3 separate regions of the Mus musculus genome follow, and regions 1 and 3 are each linked to region 2. A link is a contact called in public Micro-C and promoter capture Hi-C data. All regions are on one chromosome and are shown on one strand. Each heading gives the region's core, a stretch centred on a gene start, on an enhancer-like site or on the middle of the called end of the contact. The rest is flanking DNA. Distances are from core to core; before and after follow the strand shown. Region 1 overlaps Atp6v0a1 (ATPase, H+ transporting, lysosomal V0 subunit A1). Region 2 holds the start of Hcrt (hypocretin). Region 3 holds the start of Plekhh3 (pleckstrin homology domain containing, family H (with MyTH4 domain) member 3).

The links. Promoter capture Hi-C pulls out the DNA fragments that hold promoters and counts their contacts. A called contact is a pair of places that touch in the nucleus more often than the background predicts.
Region 1: a contact with region 2 is called in a promoter capture Hi-C map of hippocampal neurons, with 2.8 times the contacts expected there. The contact joins the enhancer-like site here to the promoter of Hcrt in region 2. A contact is called at or near these places in 22 of 39 promoter capture datasets (the 3T3-L1 cell line, 3T3-L1-derived adipocytes, the C10 cell line and 13 more), 1 of 15 datasets of contacts at CTCF or cohesin (large pre-B cells), 3 of 484 Hi-C or Micro-C datasets (muscle stem cells, nephron progenitors and pro-B cells), 6 of 115 datasets of contacts at active chromatin or transcription factors (embryonic stem cells, fibro-adipogenic progenitors, large pre-B cells and 3 more) and 3 of 9 other capture datasets (adipose tissue, liver and pancreatic islet).
Region 3: a contact with region 2 is called in a Micro-C map of embryonic stem cells, with 1.7 times the contacts expected there. The contact joins the promoter of Plekhh3 here to the promoter of Hcrt in region 2. A contact is called at or near these places in 10 of 39 promoter capture datasets (the 3T3-L1 cell line, the HPC-7 cell line, cranial neural crest and 5 more), 2 of 484 Hi-C or Micro-C datasets (cerebral cortex and embryonic stem cells), 3 of 115 datasets of contacts at active chromatin or transcription factors (the 230-238 cell line, bone marrow-derived macrophages and embryonic stem cells) and 2 of 9 other capture datasets (adipose tissue and liver).

The regions. Positions count from the first base shown.
Region 1 is chr11:101,047,362-101,051,705 of GRCm38.p6, reverse strand. Atp6v0a1 (ATPase, H+ transporting, lysosomal V0 subunit A1) reads right to left here. Exons shown (of 22, transcript NM_016920.4): 18 at 3,181-3,288; 19 at 2,230-2,247. Among named protein-coding and RNA genes, the nearest start is that of Mir6928, 19 kb to the right of the region's middle. Within about 2 kb of position 1,260, at least 11 of the 459 cell types and tissues checked have an H3K27ac peak or open chromatin away from gene starts, as enhancers often do. A contact at or near this core is called in hippocampal neurons, where this site is marked.
Region 2 is chr11:100,760,443-100,765,037 of GRCm38.p6, reverse strand. It overlaps Hcrt (hypocretin), which reads left to right and starts at 2,107. Exons shown (of 2, transcript NM_010410.2): 1 at 2,107-2,217; 2 at 2,873-3,345. The coding sequence starts at 2,197. The coding sequence ends at 3,244.
Region 3 is chr11:101,168,585-101,173,040 of GRCm38.p6, reverse strand. Plekhh3 (pleckstrin homology domain containing, family H (with MyTH4 domain) member 3) reads left to right here and starts at 1,669. Exons shown (of 13, transcript NM_001346769.1): 1 at 1,669-2,316; 2 at 4,344-4,399. The coding sequence starts at 2,155. It overlaps Ccr10 (chemokine (C-C motif) receptor 10), which reads left to right. Exons shown (of 2, transcript NM_007721.4): 2 at 1-43.

The DNA.
Region 1 (4,344 bases), core at 11-2,510, 290 kb before region 2:
GTCCTCAGGTCCCAACAAGATTATGCCTGCTGTCCCATAGCCAAGCCAGGGACTCCCCTTCCACCCCTCTTCCTCCACGTGAGTGACTTAATTCACTTTAAGCTATCCAGTCCTTCACTAAATCATATCACGCCACAGGATGTCCTTGCCTCCAGGTTGTGCCCCACCCCCACCCCCTGTACTCCATAGCTCTACCCACGGGACTTCAGCAGCAGGGCTCACACACCTCAGCTTCACTACTCTGAGCTCCTTGTTGCCAAAATGAGGCTACAACTTCTGTCACTCTCTGCCAACCCTCCTCTCACGAGTCCCCAGCTCCCACATCAGCTCCAGCAAAGCTGGACCACTCCTGAGCATGAGCTGAGCCTGTGGGTCTGCCCTCTTCCTCTCTCCCTGCCTCCGCACACTTCTGCTCAGCCAGTCTCAGCTCAGGAGGAACCTAAGGGAATCTGTTCCTGCTCCCTTTCCAATCCCCCCAGTGCCTATCAGCACCCTTCTGTGCTCCCAAAGCATCCCGGGCACACAGCCACCATGGAGTCTGTCAGCAGACCAGCTCCCTACCTTGTCTGGATGATCTCTCCATTTCTATAGCATTACACAGTGCTTGACACACTGAGGGTGCGTGACGTGACTGGCAGATGGTGGGTGAGCGTGGATGAGTTGGTGGACACAGTGGGTGAGAAGACACAGTGGGGGAGGGGCCATTGACCCTTGTTGAATGGTGACAGCCTTCAAAGATTTCCCAGATATCAATGAGTCTGGGTCTGGTTTAGACCTGTGCTTCCTAAGGTGAGGGCACAGTTGCCCTGCCTGGAATAAACATGTGTTTACATCGTGGGGAATTATAGAGGTTCACTGCACTGCTTTGCAAGACTCCTTTGTTTGAAATCATTACAAAAAATATCAGTTTTCTAAATTTGGCTGTGGGGAATCAATGCCGGAAAAAGGCAAAATTATAACCCTGGCGGAAGCCAAGCAGAACTAACTTCCTTTGTGTGTTCGGTGACCGGAGAATGGGAGGACTCCACCGGGGCCCATCTTTTTGACTGTCCAACTCCCAGGGACATGGCTATCTGAGGGCACTGGCACTAGATAGCTGACTAGAACATTCTGCCGATGGGGAAGGCACTGGCACATCAGGTAGCCATTTGGAAAGCAGTATCGTGGGAGGTGGTGATACAGGCAGAGGGCCAGGCTCCTCAGCAACACGGGATCCCATTCATCCCTCCCTCCCTCAGCCAGGCAGCTTAGCCAGCAACTCTGCGCAGACACCTGCTCCGGGAGCAAAGGTGGTTGAGGCAGGCAAGGAGGCCTCTCCAGCCATCAGGGACACCAAGAGCTGCCTGTTTTGACACAGGACAGCAAAGGTTTTCCCATGGTCATGCACTGCCCCGTGGAGAGACCGGGAGAGGGAAGGGAACGGTTTATAGGTACAGGGATGTTAGAGAGAAGTTTAGGGGAAAGACAAACAGTGCAGAAAGGTCATTTCAAACCTATCTCAAAATGCGAGTGCTGGCAAATGGATTGCTGCTGAGCTACGAGGCCTGGTACTCTAGACGTGGCCTGAGCATTTAGCTTTCTTCCCGTTCTATTATTCTTCATGTACTTAACATAGAAGTCCTTTCCTGCAGGTAGATTAATTTTCCCTGCATGTACCTGAGAGGCAAAGCTCATTTGGAAAGCTGTTCACTTCTTAACCAGGTCATGTGGAGCTAAGACTGACTCCAAGCAAGGGTCCTGTGGCCCTAAGTTGAAGTACCACCAAGCTGATGGGGGCAGCGGGAGAGGCTGCATCTCAGACAGGAGAAAGGGTAAGCTTTGCTTGCAAGCACTCAGAGGAGCAGGGTGGGAACCACTACACCCCCTTCCCCCGGTGGCAGAGCAACCAACACATCACAGGAGAGGAAGGTGGAGACCCCTGGAACTTTAACCCTGGGGGTAATGATTTCAAGAATGCCAGTGTAGACATTCCCTGCAGCTCCTTCCAAGCCAGTCTCAGAGGTATTAGATCAGCAGTCAACAGCACAAGGACAGAGGTGACCGACACGAGATGCAGTTAATGACGATGAACTGTTTCAGATGCAGGCTCACAGACTAGTTAGACATGGCCAGTGAGATGCAGGATGCACAGTGTCATGTGTGTGGCCCCGGGGTGCGGTAGGGTGGACAGAGTGAGCACAAGGATGGGAAGAGAGAAGCCCCGGATAGACATGAAGGCTCGGGTCTTACCACTTCGTCCTCGGTAGGCTTGAAAACACAAATTCACACTTAGTGGGAAGCCGTGCCACACACACGGTCACAAGCTATGAACATGCATTTCTGACTATTTGGGGGAGGAGTGGTTAACGGGACACTGTGTCGGAGGCACTCTTCCTTAGCACACAATAAAGGGAAATCACAGAATTAAGATACATATTTTTAAAGGCACCCCAACTCTTGCAATAAAAAACCCCCACACATATAAAAACCAAAACTATAGTCAAAGTGGCTAGACCGAAAAACTTAGCCTAGGTCCCTTGCTGCTATTTTATTTGCTAAAAAAATAAAAATAAAAATAAAATTCAATGAAAAGGTGAGAACTACTAGTTCAGTTTGCAGGCATTACGCCACGAAAGCTCGGGCAAGGAGAGTGAATTTTAAATAGCTGGAACTGGAAGTAGTGTCAAAAGGAAAGGCTGGCCTGGCCTGATTCCTCTCAGTCTAAAAAGAAGACAGATAGCAAAATTTAAAAGCTCTTGAAAAACAAACAAAAACCCCTGGCTCAAGAACACACAGATGGGGCAGGCCTCAAAAAGAAGCCCTGAATACAGCCGCTAGGCAGTGTGTGTGAGGCCCTTGGGACCGGAGGATGAAGACGCTATCCCGAAGGCTCCCCTGCTGCTGGTTACTAAGAGGTGAGATGCTAGGCGCTGCCTGGGTGGAGAGCAGTTAGCCACTGAGGTCGCATGCAGTGCACCACAGACCCGAGGAATTCAAGAAGAGCAGAGCAAAGCTGGGTGGGCTCTGTGGCCACAGATTAGAGCAGGCCCCACAGGGCAAGCTGCGGTGTCCTGAGCGGGCCTGACAGCGGCCAATCATTAGTAGTTTTATTCTTCAAGGAGACGATTGAATAAGCCTTTTAGGAAACAAGACCTAGACTGCCCAAGGTAAGGAGAGGAAGCCCGCGCCCCCGGCTCTTACCTCTTCTGCGTCCTCTGAATGGGTGGAAAGCTGGTCATGCTGAATAATTTCAGCATCCTCCTCTGTCGGTCCGTTGCCCACCCTGATCCCACCAAAGTTGAGAGTTCCCTACACAGACGAACAGAAAGAGCAGTATTTGCCTGGGCTTTAATGCGGCACTCTGTGAGGTGGGGAAGGGTGATGGTTAGTTCATACGATCCTCAGAAAGGCATACATCCTATCAACAGAAGCAGTGGCCACCAAAGGGACAAGCTACATAAAAACAAGTAACTGTCCCACCCCAGCCACCACCACCACTCTGGACCCCACGAGTGGCAGCCCTGTCTTTTACCACCTCCTCCGGTCACACCAAGATAAATCAACCTTGCCTTGGTCAATGCTCACAGAGTTCTGCATGGGTGAGAAGCTGAGCATGAACACTCTCACAATGAACACAGCTAAGCTGTAAAGTCTGAGAGGGCCTGAGTGTTGCTGGAACTGAAGATGAGGCTTTCCAAGTGCAGTGTGGGGGTAGGGATGGCAGTGGGTGACATGATACGTATACCCTGCTCTGACAGGCTTTCAACAGGAGCCCAAGAGTTCCAGCAACATCTACCAGAAATATACCAGGCCCGTGTAGGAACAAAGAGCTACCCAAGGTCTTGGAAGAACACAAAACAAAACATCACAACATCCTAACAGTCACTCATTTGTGGCTAAAGAATTCTGAGTTTTAAAAACGTAAAGTAAGGCAGATCCCTTTCCATCAGAGGGTTCTGGTACAGTGAAAGGGACTGAGGAAGCAGCCCCTGGACCACTTCCTGTGAGTTCTATCAACCCAAAGCTGGAGGACTGCCTGCCTGCAGCGTGACTGCTCCAGTAAGCTTGAACAATGTGGAGACAGGGCTGGGAACTTCCCTGTGGCTCCCTTCCTTAGCTTTAGCTTTTGGGGAACCTCTTTTACTACAACTCGCTGGCCAGTTCAGACCCCAAGGTTTATTTATTATTGGGGTAGACTCCCCTTGTAGCATCAGTCAGTCTTACAAGGCTCACAGAAAAGGCCACGGGAGGAGCTCTACGGAAGCTACCTTGTTTGAGACAGGGTTTCTCTGTGTAGCCCTGGCTGTCTTGAAACTCATTTTATAGACCAGGCTGGCCTCGAACTCAGAGATCTGCCTGCCTCTG
Region 2 (4,595 bases), core at 858-3,357:
CTTCATTTATTTTATGGATATGATTACACTGTTGCTCCCTTTGGACATACCGGAAAAGGGCCATTACAGATGGTTCTGAGCCACCTTGTAGTTGCTGGGAATTGAACTCAGGACCTCTAAAAGAGCAGTCAGTGCTCTTTAACCACTGAGCCATCTCCCCAGCACCACCACAACAACCTCTCCCCCCCCATACACACACACACACACACACACACACACACACACACAGAGAGAGAGAGAGAGAGAGAGAGAGAGAGAGAGAGAGAGAGAGAGAGAGACCTGTCTTTTAAAATCCCCCACCAATGACTGCCCAGCCTAGCACACAAGGCCCTGGAAAACCCTATTCACCTTACCTTTTCCTTTAGCTCCTTTAGTTCCATAGAAACTGTGATGCCCACACCCCATCCCTCTGGAGCCAAGTACTGTAACATCCAAGCTTTTGTTCCGCGTTGTCCCTTCTCAGCCATACTCTGTCCCCTTACCTACCTAATGGAAGCTACTTTTCATCAAAGCCTTTGAAGGACCCTCTGCCCCACCCAGAAGGAAGTGTCTGTCTAATCTTTGCTGGTGTCTGGGTAGTTCTTGACCTGCTTTGAACTATCCTGGGCTCAGGCTGCACCCCACCCAGATTGACACCTGCCTTGGAGGAGGAGACCTGGAGGCTGGAAAGATGGTTCCATTAGAGCGCTTACTACTTTTTTGCAAAGGATCCAATCTTGGTTTCCAGTGCCTACCTGGTGGCTCACAACTCTCTATAACTCCAGTTCCAGGGGTTCCAAAACCCTCCTTTGGTAGTCACAGGCACCAGGCACATGTGCAGTATAGATCCCTCCACACTGGTAAGCACTCATACATATAAATCTAAAAATAAGAAAATTTAAGAAAATAGGTGGGCTGGGCGTGGTGGCGCATGCCTTTAATCCCAGCACTTGGGAGGCAGAGGCAGGTGGATTTCTGAGTTCGAGGCCAGCCTGGTCTACAGAGTGAGTTCCAGGACAGCCAGGGCTACACAGAGAAACCCTGTCTCGAAAAATCAAAAAAAAAAAAAGAAAAGAAAAGAAAATAGGTAGACACACAACTGTCCCTGCACCCATGCAGGACTGATCTACATCAAGGGCTTCTTTCTTCCTTTCTTTCTTTCTTTCTTTCTTTCTTTCTTTCTTTCTTTCTTTCTTTCTTTTTTTCTTTTGGGTTTTTTTTTTTGGGGGGGCAGGGTTTCTCTGTGTAGCTCTGGCTGTCCTGGAACTCACTCTGTAGACCAGGCTGGCCTCAAACTCAGAAATCCACCTGCCTCTGCCTCCCAAGTGCTGGGATTAAAGGCGTGCACCACCACTGCCCGGCTTTATCAAGGGCTTCTTAAAAGGACCCTGAAGGTGAACCCTGGCCTGGAAGTGGCTTGAGTCCTTGACCACCCACACCCTGTTCCATGGTGGCTCAATCCTGGAGATGGCAGAGTAAGACTACCCTCTTCTCTACTGGCCCAGGAGATGTCTACCCTTCATCAGCTTCTGAACTCCAGGCTTGGCTGCTCTCTCACCCGTGGCCCACAGTAAGTCTCCAGGACTTTCCATGGAGGAGTTTGGTGAAAGGGACAGAAGAAAAGGAGAGCTGGGGGGTGGGGTAGGGGTTGGGGAGTAGGGTGTCAAAAGCTGTTTCCATGGAGGAAAAGGCCCTGGAACCTGATGGACCACAGAGTCAGTGGGGGTGAGAGGGTATGCCACCCAGGTACCCTCCCTACCTTCAACATACCATAGACAGTAATTCTCAGACTGCCATTTCTGCCCCTAATTAGCAACTGTCCCCCCCCCCATTGTCTCCTTCCAGTGTCCCAGCCAAGGCCTCTTTTGTGAACTTAGATTCCTGGGTGCAAGGTAACCTCATTAGTACTCGGAAACTGCCCTATCTCCAAGGAACAGGCAGACAGACAAGCTGGGGACCAGGGACAGGGCGGCCATTCTTTGGGTCCAACCTGGAAACGGTTCCCCTGCAAGATGCTAATCTTAGACATGCCTTTGTCTGGTTTAAGGTGGACACACATACTCATGTCTCCCCCGCACACACACCTCAGAGCATTATAAACCCCTGGCCCCTGGAAGCGAGCCACTGAAGACGACGGCCTCAGACTTCTTGGGTATTTGGACCACTGCACTGAAGAGATCATCTCTCCAGATTACTTTCCCCTGAGCTCCAGGCACCATGAACTTTCCTTCTACAAAGGTAAAGAGCCAGAAACAGGGACATAAATCATCAGACTACTGAGGCCATGATAGTGCTTGCCGAGGACTGGGCTCATATGCTCTTTCTAGCGTGTAGCACTGAGAGAGGAGTATGGGTGGGTTCTTGGCAACCTGCCTCCTTGGTTAACACTGGGTACGCCATTGTGTGGGAGCTCACGTTTAATGAGTTCTTGTATTTCCGATGTTCTCTGTGCTTGTCAGTTATGTCTTGCACTCAACAGGGTAGTAGGGATGATTTTATGCCTGGTTTGTAGGTGAGGAAGGGCTATCCCAAGGGGGTGAGAAACTAGATCAAAGCCACAATGTACAGTTTCCCCAGCAAAGGAACAAACCTGCTGTGTGTGGAGGGAAGGGCTAGTAAGTTTGGTGCAGACAGACTTAGAAGCACCTGTCTGTGGGTGGAGAGTCAAGCCTTTAAATATGTTTGCACAGGACAAACTTCTTCTACCCCAGAGAAGCCTATGAAGGTTTCGAAGACGATAAGGCTCAGTTGTGTATTGAAGGATGAATTGACAAAGGAGCCAGCCGCAGGAAACCCAATGACAGCCTAGCAGGATCTATGGCAACAAGAGGTTCAGAGCCAACTGGCTGTGTGGAGTGAAACCCATTTGCACCTTGTCTCTGTCCCCCTTTAGGTTCCCTGGGCCGCCGTGACGCTGCTGCTGCTGCTACTGCTGCCGCCGGCGCTGCTGTCGCTTGGGGTGGACGCACAGCCTCTGCCCGACTGCTGTCGCCAGAAGACGTGTTCCTGCCGTCTCTACGAACTGTTGCACGGAGCTGGCAACCACGCTGCGGGTATCCTGACTCTGGGAAAGCGGCGGCCTGGACCTCCAGGCCTCCAGGGACGGCTGCAGCGCCTCCTTCAGGCCAACGGTAACCACGCAGCTGGCATCCTGACCATGGGCCGCCGCGCAGGCGCAGAGCTAGAGCCACATCCCTGCTCTGGTCGCGGCTGTCCGACCGTAACTACCACCGCTTTAGCACCCCGGGGAGGGTCCGGAGTCTGAACCCATCTTCTATCCTTGTCCTGATCCAAACTTCCCCCTCTGCTCGCCGCTGTCAGTCTCTTGGTAAATGGCAATAAAGACGATTCTCTGTTGGTGTGACTAATCTATGTTTCTGTGTGTCAAGTTCAGGCCTCCAGGGGGCGGGAAAGCATCTTGAGAATTGTGACGAGTCTAGGGCCTGGAAGCAGCTTGTGTTTCTCATTGCAAATACTTATTTGGTCGGGAAGAATCCAGCAAGGAACCTTGCAGTCCTGGGGTGTGTGCTACACATTTGGGAGGGTGGAAATGAGGTACCGATGTGCCCTCATGTTGTTCTACTACCTACTTTATTTATTTAGAAACAGGGTATCCTCGGTTGCCCTGGAAAGATCAGCATGACCTTATACTTAAATGACCCGATCTTACTACCCTCTATTTCCCCGGTGGTGTTGATACTGCAAGTGTGCTCCACCACGCCTCCTTTATGCAAATGCTGGAGGACTGATCCCGGAGCTTCATATATATTAATTAAGCAATCACTCTATCGACTGCTACATCCTCAGCCCCCACTGTTTTATAATAGGGACCTACACAGAGAGGTCCAATACAAGGGCACAGAGTCCACCTGGCAAGGGCTGGATGTAAGGCTGCAGAAGAAGCAAGGCATCTGAGCTTTCATGAGGAGCCTCCCAGAGCATCCATAGTGTGGTCCACTGTACCGTGGTGTGTGAGCAATGCCACACTGGGAAGGAGGTGGGTAAGTTTGTGCAGCCATTGCATAGGAGCAGCAGATGTTACACCTTGTTGTATAGAATGAGAAGTCTGGGGATGGTTTTAAGCAGAGAATGGGCAAAGATTTGTCTCCTGCTCCAGCCAAAGGTGCCTATTGCAGGTTGAAGTGTGCTTCCCCCAAATTCACACGCTGCAATATTAACCCACTCCACCCCACCCCCAGCATTTAGAAAGTGACCTTGCCAATGTTGTCAGCTAAAATGAGACAGGAGCAGAGTATGGTAGACCTGTAATCCAGTATAAGTAGTGTTCTTAAAAAACAACAACAACAACGGGGTGGGGGTGGGGGGATTAGGGTACACAGGGGATTAGGAGAAACAGGAAGAACTCACGTGAACATGGAAATAAAGACCAGGGCAATGTACCCACTAGCTAAGAAATGCCACAGGTCACCAGCCAAGGGAGAAGCTAGGGGAGAGTATGGAAGAAAGAGACTCTTCTTCACAGCCTTCAGAGGAATCCAGCCCTGAGTTGACCTTGAACTCAGATTTCCAGATCCCAAAATCGTTTAAGCCAACATTCGGTGTCCCGTTGCTGTAGCAGTCCTACAACAGTAATGTAAAATCCTAAAGTAGAGACA
Region 3 (4,456 bases), core at 420-2,919, 410 kb before region 2:
TCCTGCTGTGCAAAGAAAAACGCTAATTAAAAAGTTGAGTCTGATGGTGTGTGGACTGGATACCTGTAGCCCCAGCCACTCCAGAGGTTGAGACAGGAAGATCAATAATAATAACAATATCCTGCCTAAGAAGAAATAGAAAAATGTCAAGGTGGACTTTTCTACCTAGGATATATATATATATATATATATATATATATATATATATATATATGAATGAGGGGGATTGCAATTTGCAAATTTTCCGAGAGGTGTTACTGGGCCTGAGCTCAGAGTGTGGGGCGCTTGCCCACTCTGATTATTTCCCCTCGGGGATCAAGCCAAAGGAAATGAGCATAGCTTGCCAGGAAAGGGGAGGTTAGATATCAGACAGAACTCTCCAGCAGGCAAGTGTCTAGGATCTTGAAGAGGAAGGGAGGTTATAGTTGTGGTCTGGCCCTCAGAAATCTCAGCATACACCACTTCAATCTGGAAGTACCATAAGGATGGCTTCTAGAGATGGTGCATTGATTTCTGGTCCTTGCTTTGCACAACTGCCAGGATTGTGCTCCAATGAGACAGTTCTTCCCAGTTTAGAATTCGGTCAGCAAAGTCAGACCACCGCTCCAGCCTGGAGTCTAGGGGCAAAAAGGGCGTGGCGTCCCTAGGGAGGCGTTGGCCTGAAGTCTGCACTTCGTCCAGCCTAGCCTAGCCCAGCCCGGCTAGTCGTGTGTCCTAGAGCCTCTGGCGGTGTAAAAGACTTAAAAATTTGGCCTCTTGGAGTCAGAAACGAGGAGAAGCTCGAAAACTGCGCAGATCCTCCAAGAGGCGCACACTACCCACCGGAGCGGACCTGGAACCCTCCGCCCGTAACCGCGGGAATCGCCGCTGAGTCAGCAACGCGCTCGAGTATGTGCGCGCTCCCACTGTCTAAGCTGTAGCGCGAACCCCGCCCTGTATTCTTTAGCGCCCTTGTTAACCCCTTCTTGTTCAGAAATGCAGCATAGTCGCCCTGAGAGGCCTCTGATCTATTGATTTTCTTAAACCACAGAATCCCCGAGCATGCCAAACCACTCTCCCCATTCCAGTTCAATGCCCTGTAAATTCACTTTTATTTCAGATCTTTGTCTGAGGCTTCCAGGAGTTCCTTTCTCAGCTTTTTCATCTCAAAAGTGGAGGTGGCTAAGATCTAAATCTGGACCCTTTTAACTCCAAGGATGGAGCTGCCTTTGCAGCTAGCTAACTCTCTCACACGCAGGTGTGGAATGCCTTGAAGGTAGTAAGGCTCTTTGTAGGGATTCCAAGATGTGACAGGTAATCACAGGTCAATAGCCTAGCTTCCTTCCAGCTTTATGCCCTTCCTTTTCCAGACCTTCGAAAAGGGTTTTTTAATTTGCTGCTTGGTGAGCCAAGAGTTAAAACAAGAGCACGAAGGCGGTCCTACGTGACGCCACAGACACCCCGTGTCCGACCTCAGAAGCTCCCTCCCCAGTCCCCCCCCCCCCCGCCCCTCCCTACTGTCACTCAGCCAGAGACACATGATGCAACCCGCCGCGGTTTCAAGCTTGGGATTGGTCTCCCTGACCGGCGCCAGGAACAATGATTGGGCAGAGGAGGCTGTGACGCAACGTAGACCCTACCCTGTGAAGAAGGGAGGAGAAAAAGAACAGGGAAGGCGGAGGGAAGGAGGGGGGGCAGAGAGGGAGGCGGGGTCTGGGAACTCTGCCCGCGCCCCCAACGCGCCAGTCCCGGGGCTGCAGGGAGCGCAGCGCGCGCCGCCCGGGCCCCGGCCACCGGACGCCCTACCGGACACCACCCTCCTTGGAGCTTGGACAACCGCCCACCACGATTGCTGCACCAGACACTGCTCCTACAGAGCTGGACACTACAACGAACACTACTTCCCAGCTCCGGACATTGCTCCCGGCTCCCTTCCCCCGGCCCTGGACGCTATCTCCCCCCTCCTCTGCCCGGGCCCAGACAGCGAGCCCCCAGCGGGCTCTGGTGATAGTCCTTTTGCACCTCAGCGCTGGACACTGCCTCCTTCCGGCCCCCTTCTTTCCTCTCGTCACACCTCTTCTCTACCCAGTTCGGGTCGGAGTACCTCCAGTTTCTCAGATTCCCTGCTGCTCAGGCAACACTGCCTGCGCCCCCATTCCCAGGCTGCTCGCCCGGATGCCTCTCCCCGGGGGATTGTGGTGGCTTCTCTGCTGCCGTCGAGGCTTCACTCTTCTGCACCGGGACTACGGGGACGGCGAGCTTAGCGGGGACGGGGACGAAGACGAGGACGACGAGACCTTTGAGCTAAGGACCCCGAGTCCAGCGGGCGGCGGGAGGGTAAGTCTACAGGGATTTAGAACCGAGTTCAATCTTTCTCACTACAACCGGCCGTCACGCCTGAGCCTGCTCCATACTTGGGCCAAACGCAGTCCTCTTGGCCAACTGCAAATGTGGGGGAGATTCTTGTCTGAGGGCCAGAGCCCCGGGAGCTCCAGGGGCAAGTAGCCCTACTAGGGATGCGCCTGTGGGCTTCGCGCTGCACACAAGGCGCTGTCCACCTGCTGGGGGCCCTGAGGCAGAGGAGGCGTCACGCGTGGCCCAACCTGGCCCTGCCTCTCCCTTCCCTGCCGGGCCCGCGTCCCATCCCGTCTCCTTCCGCCTCCGCCAGAGCCAAGGAATGTGGCGAGGCCGGCTGGGCGGCTGGAACGCCTGGGTTCGCTCTGCTCTCAGTTCAAGAGCACTGGGGCCAGATGCGGGAGCTCCCACCGCAGTATCCTGGGCGAGGGCAAAAAGACATCCTAGAATTGGGGTCTGCATCAGGGACCCCACAAAGAAAAGGCTCGGGACGATGGCCCTTTGAGGACTTCTCATTATTCCGCCACTTAAGACAGAACTCTCTGCCTTCTCTGGTGAGGTTCCTGGGAAACCAGAGGGAATGGGTGAGGGTGACTTGGTGGCTGAAAATTTTTTTTAATCAAATCTCCTTTGGGAGAGAGACACTCAGGCACAGTTGGTGTGTAAGACCTCCATCTTTCGAGGAGACCTCTCTCACGTCCTTACCCACCAGAGGCAACCAGGCTTCTGTGTGCTGTGGCCTGGGTCCAGCTCCCATTTCCCCCCAACCCCGCTCAGGGGTCCCCAGCAAGTCCGGTGGCTCCATTCCTGGGTGGGGCGGGCGGCACCGCAGCCAGTGCAGGCGCCAGCACCTGGCGAGGCAGAGGGCAGATAAATATAGAGGGGAGGAGGAGGGAAGCAAGGGACTGAGATTAGGGGAGTTGTGGGGGGTGGGGTGGGGTGGGATCAGTACCTGCCCTCTGGTAGAGGGGTGGATAGCCCCACTCAGAACCTCCAGAAAAGAAACGGGTAGGCTCCCAGGGAAAGAGTGGGACCTGGGAGTCCCCAAGTTTCCCGCATGGATAGGATCCCTGTCAGATAGGCCATGGCCTCCCTCGTGCCCCACCTCCACCCCCTCCTAGGAGCTCAGGGACAGGTGTCCCTGGTCCTCCTCCCCCAACCCTCCTCCTGGCTTTAGCAGCCTGGGCGCAATGGGACCATGGCACAGTTCCTGTCTAGCTAGCTTGGCTCCGGGTTGATTTTGACCAACCTCAGACCCCAGGTTACAATTGAAGTTCCTAAGCAGGGGTTTGTGTATGAGAAGGGCAAAATTCCAAACCACCCTTGGTCTGAAGAGTATGCGCTTAGCAGCCTCTTGTCCTCCTGAGCCCCGGCAAGGGGGTAGTGTGTCCATTTCCTCCGGGACATTTGCAGAGTAACACACAAAGCTCTTAGAGAACATCTTCTATAAAAGAGTCCCTCTTCCCCTTCAGTCAACCCTGTAAACCACCCTTGCCCAGTCTTGGGTCCTGCTCTTTCCCTGAGAGCCCATCTTCTTCTTCCCTGGAGGTTCTGAGCAAGGAAGTCGGGGGAGGGTGTAAAGGAAAAAAATTGAAGAGGCTTCCATGGGTAGAAGGTACTTCATCACATCTCCAGTTTGAAAAATGGAGAAACTATGCCCCAGAGATGGGAGGGGACTTTTGCAAGGTATGGCAGGTGCTAAGTGGTCCAGCCTCTATCAGTGGAACCCAGGTTTCCTGACTCCCAGCCCACCCCCACCCCCACGGTTGCATTTTCAAGGGGTTAATGGATATAAGTCTAGAGCTTGTAGCTCCTGGGCATTTTCTAATGGTCCACAGAGACTTGTATGTAGAAGGGACAATCCCAGAGTGGCTCAGGCCCTTCCTGCCCGGTCACGGTCGGACTTCGGACACTCCTTCCTCAATCTAATGAGTGATGTCCTGGGCTCATTTGAAACCATTGGTGCTAGGGGTCAAGGCCTCTGAGTGTATTCTTGCTTATCTCCCTAGGGTTCCCTGGACGTTACTCTGACTCAGCCAACAAGGAATGGGCCCATCTCAGACAGGTGAGCTTCTACTCTGAGTCTCTTAGTTTGGATACTGCAGCTAGTTCTCAGGACCCC